2 separate regions of the Zea mays genome follow, and region 2 is linked to region 1. The links are chromatin contacts, called in public Hi-C maps. All regions are on one chromosome and are shown on one strand. The core of a region is the stretch at or near the end of the contact, and the rest is flanking DNA. Distances in the headings are between cores, read along the strand shown.

Evidence for each region. Hi-C and Micro-C count contacts between places; a contact is called where the count stands out from the background.
Region 2: a contact with region 1 is called in a Hi-C map of ear, with 1.7 times the contacts expected there. The contact joins the enhancer-like site here to the promoter of LOC100216713 in region 1. A contact is called at or near these places in 2 of 25 Hi-C or Micro-C datasets (ear and tassel).

Annotation. Positions count from the first base shown.
Region 1 is chr1:18,897,025-18,903,988 of Zm-B73-REFERENCE-NAM-5.0, reverse strand. It overlaps LOC100216713 (FIP1), which reads right to left and starts at 4,715. Exons shown (of 4, transcript NM_001143118.2): 1 at 4,383-4,715; 2 at 4,167-4,268; 3 at 3,342-3,613; 4 at 2,675-3,030. The coding sequence starts at 4,599. The coding sequence ends at 2,842.
Region 2 is chr1:19,105,076-19,111,596 of Zm-B73-REFERENCE-NAM-5.0, reverse strand. It overlaps the pseudogene LOC103631830. Among protein-coding and RNA genes, the nearest start is that of LOC100502093, 61 kb to the right of the region's middle. Within about 2 kb of position 4,751, at least 4 of the 20 cell types and tissues checked have an H3K27ac peak or open chromatin away from gene starts, as enhancers often do. A contact at or near this core is called in ear, where this site is marked.

The DNA.
Region 1 (6,964 bases), core at 3,466-5,965:
GCGGCCCGATTAAACGAGACTGCGACATAGCAATCACATGACGCAGCCAAGTTCGTACGACACAAATACTGTGTCGTGTTGCTAGGGCGCAGCCAATGTCATAACACAGCCAATGAATAATGTAGCCTCATCGGCACGTCGAGTACCCACTATATCATTTAATCGCTCGAGATGAATCCAAAGGCTCAACATAATATAAATATTTAGAGCGATTTAAGTATGCACAATACAGCCTCCATATGTATTTTAATTTTCTGCTAAGTATCTACTGCAAGAAATAAAAGCAGAAAACAAACACAATATTTAATACATAAACATAACACATCATATGTAAAAGGCAATTTCCATGCATTTTCTACTAATTATTTACGACAGGAAATAATTAATTAAGATAGAAAATATGTCTTATTCTATTTGTTATTTTCAACATGAAATAAATAGAATAAATAATATGGAGCGTGCATTAAAATTGTATCACAATACAACAAAAATTCAATGAAAAACTATATATATTATATATAAACGAATAGTGTGGAGCATCATTATTTACCGATAGAGATAAATATGTATTGGAGATATGGGGTAGTACTTGTACATGCAATATTTTATACTTTCCCTTTAATTCTCTCGTCCACACAATTTTTTTGACTCTGCCGTCATGAGTGCCGCATGCATGCATTGGAGTCATCGTGCTCCTTTCTTTTATTCTTAACCAATCATTTAGATCCACCTTTCCAGGAGCACTTTGACTGAGCTCCTTCGCTAGGATAAATAATTCATGGCTAAAGCCATCACACCAACTGCTGGGCGAGCACTATTGAGTTTTGAGATAGGCATGCAAAACTCAGGATCCATGCGCATGGAAAAGGAATAAGTCTGGCCTACGGTTCAATGTACGGAGGAGGAAAAGGCCGCTAGCAGCTTTGACTTGGCCACTCGCCCCATGCAGTCAAAGAAGATCCGAGAATGACGCTCCCTTATTGCATTGGCACGTCGCATTTTTTTTAATCTCTTAACTGTCAGCCGTCACTACGCAGCAAATCGCCACTGCAACCGCAACGATGGATGCAGACGCGAAGTGCGCGCGGTAGGCACGTAATGGGGCGATCCCGCCGCCGAGGCGGTTCGTGAGCACGACACAACCTCTGATTGATCGAAACAGATCAAAGAACATACCGCTCGATTGCGTAGAGGAATTGAAACTTGTCGCGTAGGACAGTTCGGCTAGGCTGGAGGACCTGCCGACTTGATGAAGAGTTGATGCAGATCTGATCTCGCAGCAACGTCAAGGTAGAGTGTACTGATAACGTGTTGAGAACTACGTTACCACGGATCACCAGATTCGCTCTCTTCCCTCCCGTCAGCAGTAGAGGCGCAAGAAGCTGTAGAGAACCCGTCTCCCTTTCCATAAGCACGACAGTCGAAACACACGAGACACAGGATATAGGGTTGGGCCTCTGGCCTCTTTCTGATCTCTATCTTATGAGGGGGTGTACAGGTTCCTTAGAGCATCTCCAACAACGTGACCTATAAAAATGCCTTATAATTTAAAAATAAGTAAATTTTATAGAATTTAGGGCACCAACAAAGCACCCCGCTCCAACAGTAAAGCCCTAAATCTAGATTATAGGGCAGCTCACTACAGTGTAGTATATTTGAGGCACTTGAGAGGGTGCCCTATAGTTTTTTGACAAAATTTGTTGAATTGAGGCACTGTTGGAGTGATTTTTCCTGTGTAGAGCCCTATATTTCAATTTGAGACACTAGTTTGAGGCATTGTTGGAGATGCTCTTATATAGAGATGTGAGACCCCTCAGTGACAAAACAGGTATTTGCCCATATAACCCTAAGTAGGGTTACTTAACAGCGGGATCGTAGGGAGAATCGTTTGGCCTCCCGAGGTCAGGTTGTTTCCAACCAGAAAAAAGCTGCCTTGGATGAAAGTCCGTCGGATGATGGGCTTCTAAACAGGCAGATGAATAAACGCAAGAAAAGTATCCGTGTGGGCTTTCTTTCCAGGAAAAAGGCCGGAAAATCTGTGGCTTTTTGGGCTGCCAAACTAGCCTTAGTTTTAAAATAGTGAATGTTGACCACAGCCACAAGTTTATCTTTGTCAAAGCAAACGCTGGTAGGTAAAGGGATCATGCATGGATACAGGATGTAGCTGAAAAACAAGGAGTTATGGATAAGCTACTCGTTCAGATATTTCCACTGATGTTTGTGAGTTAACTGTTACTACATGAAGCAAAATATGCCCAAATAACACATCCTGGGCACCAGGCTGCACAGGGCAGACACGACGGGATCAAGATGCACTGTCACAGTTCGAAAATCTGCACAGGTCAGTCAGAGGAATTGTCAGACACAAATAACCTAAAGTTGTAAATGGTTGCCTGACCAGCCCCCAAGTCAGTGTAAACCTTAAAGCGGGGCCAACTAAACTGGGATTTGTCAAAGCACGAAGTATACAAACACGCGCTGCTCAAGACCTATAGAAATCACTGAGCATGGATAAATCAATAATTTGAATCCATATCACAATCCCAAATCCGAATTGATTTGTGAAGTGCGTTCCACTTCGCCAATCTTACTGTGGTCGGATTTAAAACTCAGAAGAAGCACACCCATTGTTACTGCTCGAAGCAAATGGGCTCATCATAGCAGAGAACAACCATGAAAGGATGCACGTCACATATTGAACATCGGTTTAAGTCAGTACAAAACACAGAAACAGCTGATACCTACGCAAACTAAATCTGGACAAACAGTCGAAACTGACGGGAAAACAGTATATCACAACTGTAATGTATAAGACATGCTAGTTCCAATCCATGAACATCACTAAGCACGTAAATTCTGAGCCTCCTGAAGTGCTTCCTGCAGATTCTTCACCGCACTGTCATAGTAAACGAAGCCCATAAACCAAAACTCATGGTTATCAACAGAAACCACCTGAATGTATTTCTCTGCTGCATTTGTTCTGCTTGTTGATGAATTAATTGATCGCAGTTGAGCAAGGGGGATGACCACCTATTTCAGATATAGACAAACAAATCGTAAGTTGCATGTTGAAATATATGGATTTCAGAATTAATGAGTACTACCAGTAAATAAGATCGACAATAGTTATTATATTGGTGCACTGATGAAAACAGATGAAACAAATTCTGAAACTTGATGTTTTCATACAAAACAATACTCCAGAGTAAGATGTATTGTTTCTTAACATAATTCTGTAAGCCTAATTGTCATAATGAATAAGCTTCAGTACGAATTGCATTTCCTTGAACAAACTTTATATTTACTGAACTAAAGCAAAACACAGCAATACACATAATTACCTTGTAGTAACTCCACTCAGTTTTGTCTCCAACCTGGTATGCAAGTGGGTTATCACTACAAAATGCCAGTTTTACATTGGACAGGTAAAGCACACCCATAACAGGACCAGCCGAGGTTGACAGATAACATGCATATGGCTTCTTGAGCTTTTCACCAGGGGCGACCTCAAAAGTTTGATGGAAAATTTTGTCATATCCACCTTCTGCAATGACTTTGGTGACCTGTGAGATCCTGCTCATTGCTGCATCAGTAATGCTTGGTCCAGTTTTCACTGTTTAAAGAATCAGGAAGACCTGATCAGTTTCTCCACATTGTATGGACTTAACGAAACAAGGCTATAATCTAGTGCTCCCATTCCCATTTGACTTAAAGAAACAAGGCTACACATAGATTTTTCTATGTGCTTAGATATACACTGTGTCTAGATACATGGTACCTAGAAAAGCCACATCAAACATCATCAATATAGTGAAATATATGGAATAAAACTTTTATAGTTATAAAAGAAGCAGCATAATGAATCCTAATCCCTGTCAATGCCCACCAGAAATGCCGAATTTAGTGCACGCCAATGAAATAAGCTGAATTCTGTGTCGATTAAATTAGTTGCCCCTCTTTTTGTCTGAGCCCATGAAGATGGGATTCTAGTTCAATTTCATTGTGGTTGTGGCTAAGTAACAGCTTGACGACAACCTAATTTCATATTACAATAACAAAATGTACATGAAAATGCACAACACGATTAGCAAATTGATGAAAAACACACAGAAACAACTTCGGAACCCGATTTCGTGAAAATACGGCAACGAAATCGAAAAGCTCACAGTGCTGCCAGAAATTGCCGGTGATGGTCTCGGTCTTGCGGGCCGCCTCGCCAAACCTCTTTCCCATCTTGCCGAGCACGTCCTTCACGGAGTCCATCGTATCTGCAAAACCACACCACACGAGAGCATATCAGAAAAGGAAGGAACGATCCAAATTCCGGACGAATCGGCAGCTGTCGGGGCCAGATTTTTAAGGAGCGGGGCGGGGGAACGCACTCTTCGGGGAGGTGGCGGCGCCGCCGGCGGGGGAGTAGATGTAGGGGTTGCCTCCGTAGGCGGACGGCGCGGCGGTGGCGGCGTGATAAGGCGGGGGCGGGGGCGGGGCCACCTCCTCTGGCGAGAGCCTCGGGTAGTGCGCGTACTCCGGGGCTGCCGCAGGCGCCGCGGCGTGGCCTCCTGCGCCGGTGGACGCGGCTGCTGCGGGCGGATTCATGTCGCCGACGAGCTTGGTGGTGCGGGTGCGGTGCCGCTGGCGTTGGGGCCGATGCCCGAAGTCCGTACGTTTCGTGGACGAGATGACCCGACTGCAGGTTTCGGTTGTGGAAATTTATTTGGGGGCCTGCCAGAATGGCAGAATATATAGTTGTCTTTTTTCTGCAAAAAAAAAAGTAAATAAATGTTATTATCGTCAGCATAACGCGGTGGAGTCGTCGCTAAGCACAGCACAGCGTTTCACGTCAATGTTCAAACTCGACTTGACCAGGCAAAAATGCTTAGCCACGAAGGTGTTTCCATTTCTATTCCGCGTCGACGCAATTGCTGCAAAAAAAATGTAAATGAATTGAGGGCCCCTTTGGCAGTAGGGATGGCAACGGGTACATACCCGTCGGGTAGTACCATTCCATACCCGTACCCATCAAAAAAAATTCTACCCGTCGGGTTACCCATATATACTCGCGGGTATAAAATCTTACCCATACCCGTACCCGCGCGGGTATTTTTACCCGTCGGGTAACCCATACCCGCTAGGAAAGAATTAAATTCCAATATACCAATCACTCAAAATATTAGATAAACATATAAAAACAACTTCAATTTCACATATAACAAATCATATGATTACATAACTTGGTATCTAGACAAATGATAACTAGAGAAGGGTTTTGTTCTAGCTAAATTGGACTCTATTAGATGTTTATAGTGTTATTGACGCGGGTATATTTTACCCACGGGTAGACGGGTATGGGTAGTACCAACCCATACCCGTACCCGTCTACCCAACGGGTAGAGGTTTTTACCCATTAACATACCCGCGGGTAGAGAAATCATCCCGTACCCGCCTTCATATCGGGTAAAACCCGTCGGGTATTCGGGTTTCGGGTACCCATTGCCATCTCTATTTGGCAGGGCTCTGGCTTCTCCAAAAACGGCTTTGGCTCTGGCTCACGAGGTGAAGCCACTTCTTTAGATGAGCCAAAGCCATTCTGAAAAATCATTTGGCAAAACGGCTTATAGGTTGTTTTTCAGAAAGACCCTTGTATAGTTTACTTTTTACGTGGTCGATCTCTCCTGTACGTGGCTAGGGATTAAGGGCAGGACCAAAAAAATAATTTGGACTGGTGGGAGGGCTATTGTGCAAAAATGACGTGAGCTGAAGCCGGGTGAGCCACTTTTTTTGGCTCATGCCCTCTAGTTAATTTTGGAAAAGCACTTTACTGGTGAAGCCATTTGAAAAAAAGGTGTTTGGCACAACTTTTGTATGAGCCAGAGCCGAAGCTGAAAAATAAGCCCTACCAAAGGGGCCCTGAATATGCAGCATCGCTCCTGCACCGTTTGGTGTCTGATGAATGCTCAAAACTCAAAATCCGAGGCCGCCTGGTGTGACGGAGACGCGTCACGGATTCCAAAGGACGCGTTCACGCTAGGGACCCACTTGTCCATCTTCCAGGTGAGCACACGGGTCCCACGTGGGATTCACCTTGCCAACGGTTCTATTCCGGGGCTTTCGAGTTTCGACTCCGCCCGTGGATCTGGAAGGTTCCAACCCACCTAACGGACTAAACGGCACGGGAGCCGTGGACGGTGAGCCCTCTATTACTTTGGCTAAGTAGAATAAAAACACGGCAACGACGGCTATGCAAGGAGTCCTTCTTTACAAACGTACAAGCAAACCATCTGATCCATTTGATTACGATCCAATCGTAGGTCATATTTAATACTTAAACCCTTCCACCACCAACTCAATAATCTTTATAAAAAAAACTCCTAACAAACCATAGTTGTATCTATGGTTGGATCGTAATCTAATTGATCAGATGGTTTGCTTGCACGCTTGCAATGAAGGGCTGCTTGCATAGCAGTTGTTGCCTAAAAACACAAGAGAATAAGAGTGTAGAGAGGAACTGATTTTTTATTACTATATAATGTTGTTGTTCAAAAGTTACATGATATATGGATCTCATCTCTATTTATAAACAAAAACTAGGGTTTTAGGCATATGGGCCACAAGGGTCTTCCTGATCCAAGAAGGGTTTCTTAACACTACCCCTTGGTCCATTGTCGTGAGATGCATGTCCGAAAACTCCATAAAATCTAGTGGGAAAATTGTATAAAGAGTACATAGCTCATGCTTGCTGTGTCACACGAATTACCTCATAAAAAACCTTAGTGAGAAATTTTCATGAAAACTCACGTAAGGAAAAGAGTATAATTCACCCAATACTGTCGGTGTTTCGAAACCCGGGGGGTCCCTGGACCGACGAGTGAATTGTCGCCGCGTGCCCCAGCCCAGATAGGTCGGCGCGAGGCGGAACGCGAAGGGGGAGAGAGCAGCCGGAGGGAGACAGGCGTGGGAGGTG
Region 2 (6,521 bases), core at 3,502-6,001, 210 kb before region 1:
GAATAACATGGTGATTCTATTTGAGATCACAGGGCATTTAGGTTTTATAAGCTACAAGGTGGAAAGTACGACACGTCCAAAAAAGGCGTGCCACTAGACATCCATTATAACTGGCCGGTAAGTATGTGAATTTATGAATACATATCATACCTGTACGTACATAGGACAATGTTGCAACTAAATAACCAATCTCCCGTTATGTAGTGCCACAAGCAACCACCCGGATCGGTCCTATGTGGGTTCTACGTGTGCGAGTTCATGAGAATGAACGGACGATACATCACAAACCCTGACAAGGTATTATTAGTAATAGTCACATATGTATTTATGTCATTAAAGATGCAAATGTGTTATTATTGAGTATAAATAGATAATGTTTATAAACTTCCTTTACAGCAATTTCAACAAGGAAGCCCGGAGAACTTGACTGAAGGTGCATTGTATGGCATAGTTGAGGACCTGTGCACATTCATATTGAAAGAGGTCATTCCCGCAGAAGGGAAATATCACGATGCTTCCGGAACATTAGCTTTGCCAGAATTTAGAATACTAACAGAAATTAGTAGACTATCTCTTAGCCGAGATAGTTATTAGAGCTTAAGTAAAAACTTTGATGTATATAATGTGTGATGCATACATGGTTGTAAACAAGACTTTGATGTATATAAATGTATGATAGAATTTAATTCCATGTTGCTTTTAATATCAATACTACATGTTTATCAATATCAATATATATATATATATATGTTTGTGTGTGTAAATATATAAATTTCAGTACGAAAATTTAAAAAAGGCGGGAAACCTTTCCACTGGCGGCTAAATAAAACAAACCGCCAGTGGAAATAGCATTTCTGCTGGCGGTTTTCTTAATAAAACCGTCAGTGAAAATGCTATTTTCACTGGCGGTTTCTTAAGAAATCCGCCAGTGGAAATGCTATTTCCACTGGCGGTTCTTGAATAACCGCCAGTGGAAATGGCGATTTCTACTGGCCCCTAGCACTGGCGGCACTGAAAAATGCCAGTGAAAATAGTTTTAGGATCGTCACTATAGAACTTCTATGTACTAGTGGGTGCAAGAAAAAATGTTGTTCCGTGTTGGGGAGGACATTTGATCCAAAGCTACCGCCCATTCCATTCCAAGCTATGCAATGTCACGATTTGATCGCACTAAAAATCTGTCTCATGAGATAAGTGTAAAGATGTGTAGGCTTTGGTGGGCATAACCGGAAAAGAATAAGCTGCATTTGATCTCACGGTAGACAAGCTTCAATTCAACACGACGAGTGAATTCAAACTATAGTCACTTGCAAGTTTCTTAAAATTGATGTAGTGTAGTATTGTGGGTTTTTTAGTAAAGACGCTGAACTATAAGTATTTTAACCCGACTCATATCGTGCGTGCAATATTCACCTAGAGCCCGTTGCGACTACAATGCTATTCTTTTAGGACTTTACCTTGGAGGAAAAAAGGAATATTGTAGAAGTTAGGAAGTTGGAAGGAGAAGGGGTTCATTGTACATAGACCTACACCTTTTTCACCTAGACATGCTCGCTCAACAAGCATGGAGACTTGTACAAGATCCTGACACACTCTGTGCAAGACTACTGAGAGCAAAATACTGGCTTGAGGGTAACCTTGTGGAAGTGGTCGAAAAACCGGGGATCTCGTACACGGAGAAGTATTCGATCTAAGGGGAATTATTTTGCTTAATATAAGGGTTTGATCTAGAGAGTGGGATATGGACGACAGATTAGGATCTAGGAACATACCTGCATTGGCCTCGAAGTCTCGAACACCAAGAGGTGTTGTCTTACTGTCAAAAGTGACTGAGTTAATTAATCCAGCACTAGGAAGTTAGGATGTAAAACCAATTAGAGACATTTTCTCGGAGGAGGACGCGGTGAAGATTTTGGCAATTCCAATTCGGCTAGCTAGGACAGGAAGATGCGACTGCCTACCATTTCAACACAAAATGGAGTTTTCATTGTGAGATCTGCGTACCATGTGCTAGAACTAGAAGATGGAATGGAGAGAGGATACTAAGGCTCTCATGTGCGCCAAAATTAAGACTCTTCATATGGAGAGTGACACACGATATAGTCTTCCTCTATAGATGAAGATCAAAAGCTGCAAGATTGATTTAGGCACAAGATGTCCCTTATGCAACCAGTTCGATGAAGATGTTGGTCCTTGTTTGTTGAAATGTAAATATGTTCACCATTGTTGGAGATATCTACAGATGGAGGAAATCACACATAAGTCCGTTGAAGATGAGAGCTCATCCAAGACCTTTTGTGCAGGCTACCATGACTCTGCATATGAAATTTGTGTCTCAAATCTGTTCTTCTTTCTTTGAAAGTGGTGGGATACTTGAAATGGATCTAGGAGATTACACAAGTTAACACGGGAGAGTTGATGCATGCAACCGAGCTAGGAGATTATACAACTGGTGATTATGATGGCTGAAGAGAGGCGAAAGAAAGCTCTGCAACATAACTGTCTTGTAATCATCGGGACACAATGTTCAAGACCGCCTGAGCAAAAGGTTGGTTTAGTCCTACTATAGATGGTGTATATCTGAACGCACAATCTATGTGAGCTATGGTTTCATAATCAGGGATGCTACTGGAGTATAATCCTAACCATGGTAACGTAGGTCTGTTGAAAGACGCTTTGATGGTAGGAGCGCTGACATGTCTGGCAATGGAGTGTGTTTGATCACAATTCAGTTAGATACTTGATTGAAGCCAGCCATATGATGCCATCCAATCCATGTCTCGAGATCTTAGCACAAGCCGTACTTTATTCAAGAACATTTAGGAACTCACGCATGAGAAATTTGTTTGTTTAGATTTTGTTTATATTCCTAGTTAGAGTTTGTAACTTTCCTATGCACTAGCAAGCTAAAGTAGGTATGTAGGGTATTGGAGCCAGATCTCTCACATATTTGGACGCACGGCCCTTCCTAATTTTTTAAATGTGATTGTACCTCATGATTCCGCTGAGCTAAGAACTAGTAAAACTGGTCCTATGGTTGAAGCTTAAAACTCAAAAAATATGAAAAAGGTAGTAAGACGATTGTGCACTCGTTCTATTTTATACGCACAACTGTTGAGCTTGCACTCACTGTTGAGCTTGCACTCTTTTCGGTCGTTTGAGTCCTAGTTACTCTAAAATCAATACTAGGACTCACGAGTCAAACGTCCAAGAAGAGTACATGTTGAAGCTTCATTAGCATTTATTGCCATGAGAAATAGTACAAGTTTTGTGTAACTAGTTTAGTATCGATGGCCAGTTTTACCCCTCACTAAGAGTGAGACATTTTTAATTCTAGACAATAAAACGCAAAATTTCCGATAGCTTAAAGCGTCGAATATAAGGCTTAAGACGTCGGACATAGATTATTTTTGACAATATAAGCCTTATCTTCCACGGCAAGTGTCAGTCATTTTAAAGCGTCAGAAATAAGCTTATCTCCAATAGCGGCCATTGGAGATAGCATATGTCCGTTGGCTCGTAGGCACCGCCGACGATATGCTCGGTAATGGCCGTAACGGTGCAAAGTGGGCCCACACATATTATATCCGATAGCTACCATGCAGACCGTCAGACATAATAGTATTATCTTCGACGGTCTTCATGGTGGCCGTCGGATATAACTTTGCCTTATGTCCGACAACTTCTTGGTGGTCGTCAGAAACAATATGTGTTGGGCCAAAACAAGTGACACCTAGGTAAAGTCTTACATGTGCTTAAGCTAGAATCATCCTGCATTATTACATAATTCAACTAATAAACCACTAATACAATATTATATAATAAATAATATTATTTCAGGTGATAAATTATATGAAATCATCTTATTTTCGAGAGCTTAATAATTACCATCGAAAATTATAAATTTAGGTTATTTAAGCACCCTTAAATAAACTAAAACAACATAATTGAATTATATAATCACATTCTGCCCGCAGGAAATAACAAACTAAACATTTTTTGACATACAAAATCAATTACTTGTACATAAACTAACTACAATCAAACAACGCATTCATACATACAATTCTAAATATAATTCATACTCACTTAGTGGCGGCGCGCGTGGGCACGGTCGGCGGACGCGGGTGATGTCGGGGCGGCTGGGGTCGAGCAGAGTAGCGAACCGTGGTGGGTGGAGCCAGGGACAGGCGGGGCAGAGACGGCCGGTGTACATGGCCAAATGGGCGGCCCGACACGGCACGGCCTGGGCACGGCCAGGCACGGCACGGTTAGGGCACGACCCGTTTGGCCCGTTTAATAGCCGTGCCGTGCCGGCACGGCACTAGTGCCTAAGGCCAGGCCCAAGCATGGCACTAAGGCTGCTTAGCCGTGCCGTGCCGGCCCGTTTAGCCCATTTAGCCCATATAGCCCGTTTAGCACTACACCACAGAATTTTAGTCAGATATTCACAAACACAGTTAAAACATACTAAAATATGTAATATTGAACTGTTTAGGGCAATGACTGACTCATTAAAAATCTATCTAGGTAAAAATTTATCCTTGTGAGAAAACCCTATATAAGAAAATAGAGTACAGCACACAGCTAACTAGTCGTGCTTGGATCTAATCATGCATAATCGTGTCTAACCGTGCCTAGGGGCTAATCGTGCCGTACTCGTGCCGGCCCAGGCACGACACTACCTATCGGGCCGTGCTGGCACGAGCCCGACACCAGCCGTGTCGTGCCGTGCCCAGCTACTACGGGCCGTGCCGTGCTCCGGGCTGGCCATCTATACCGGTGGCATCCAGCGAAGGCCAGCACGAGGCGGCCCACGGTGATGGCGCGGACACAGAGACGACACGAGCGTGGATGCGACGGCTGGTGCAGCGATGGCCTGAGCTCCTCCGAGCACGACAGCGAGCTGTTGCGGGTGCGAGGTATACGGAGACAGAGCGTGTGCGGTAGCGAGCGAAAAGAATTCAAACAACGATTGGAGCGGCATTAGCTAAAAACCATTATTTCCGACTGACAACCATCAGATGTTAATATTATTTCTGACGGCTATCAGATAAACCGTCGAAAATAATGTAATCTCCGATGTCTTAAAAAGACCGTCAGATATTGTGTTACCTCCGACGGCTTCAATATTAACCATCGGAATTAATTTAACTGTCAGAATTTCCTTCGTTTGCTGTCGTAGGAAATGTTAACGTAGTTTGAAAGGGATGTAGTAGTATTACAATCGTATCACTTTAATTCATTTGCCTCTTCTTCTTTACAAATGAAATAATGTCGTAGGAAATGTACGTAGTAAACAATCTCTAAGCTTAAAATTAAACCATGTTACTATAGTCTATACTTACATATATGGCTCTCTGTATACGTCTATATGCTGTCACAACAATACAAATAGAAATGAAGAAATATATATGTAGATCCTCAAAGAGTAGCCGACTCCAGATCATCAATTTTCTTTACCATCTGCTGCTCGTTCTTCTGAGTGTCCATCTTCTTTTGCGCCTTCTCACCATAGAGGTAGGAGGCGAAGCCCCAAAGAGAGAGCACGAGCGCAATGCCCTTGGGCCCATCGAATTTCTCATGGAGGAAGATAACAGCGAGGACCTCGGAGAGCGGTAAGAGGACTGCGATCATGATGCCGGCGAGGAGCGAGGAGGCGCAGGTGATGAGCCCCACGATACCCAGGTTTAGCAGCTGCCATGAGACGGCGTCCCAGATGAGCACCAGGTAGTAGTTGGTCTTGCCGAGCCCGAACGTGGCGGCCTCACTTGGAATCGCTTGAAAGTCGCTCTTGATGGCCATGCCAAGCAGACACACCAGTGTGCCAGCCGCGCCCATCACGGCCTGCATCTGCATCACGGTCGCGTACGGTGGTGGCACTCTCGCCGCGGGTCCGGTGCGACGGCCGTAGCGCGCCGTGGCGACCTCGACGAGCGGCAGAACAAGACCGGCAAGCGCGGCCGCGGCGATCGCCTCGCAGAACCCTGTCCAGTACGTCCTCGAGGCTTCGCCAGCTGGCTTCCCGGAGCCGGGGCCGACGCCTAGCACGGCCGGGCCGATGGTGAGGAGCACGACGGCGTTGGCCGAGAAGGGCGTGAAGCGGAGGCCCACGAAGAGGAACGCGAACACCGCGGTGAAGGCGAGCTGCGTGGCCAGCAGCAGCGACGACGTGGACAGCGGCAAAGCCTGCGAGCCCAGCGCGTAGACGAAGCAGGAGATGGCGTAGAACGCGCCGAGGACGGCCGCGGCGCCGGTGAGGCGCGGCGGGAGGAGGAGGTTCGCCACGCCGTGGCTGCGGCTCCGGTAGAGGGAGACGCAGATGGGCGGGAGGAGGAGGGGCCACCCGGAGATCTGCAGCATGGCGGACAGGAACAGGCGCTCCCCGCCGTGGACGAAGTAGACGCGCGCGGAGAAGGAGCGGGCCGCCGGCGCCCATGAGGACAAGGCAGGCGCTTAATATGACCAAGGGCGACGGCCGGTAGCGCACTGGCGCCGGCGAGGCGATAGTGGTAGTACTC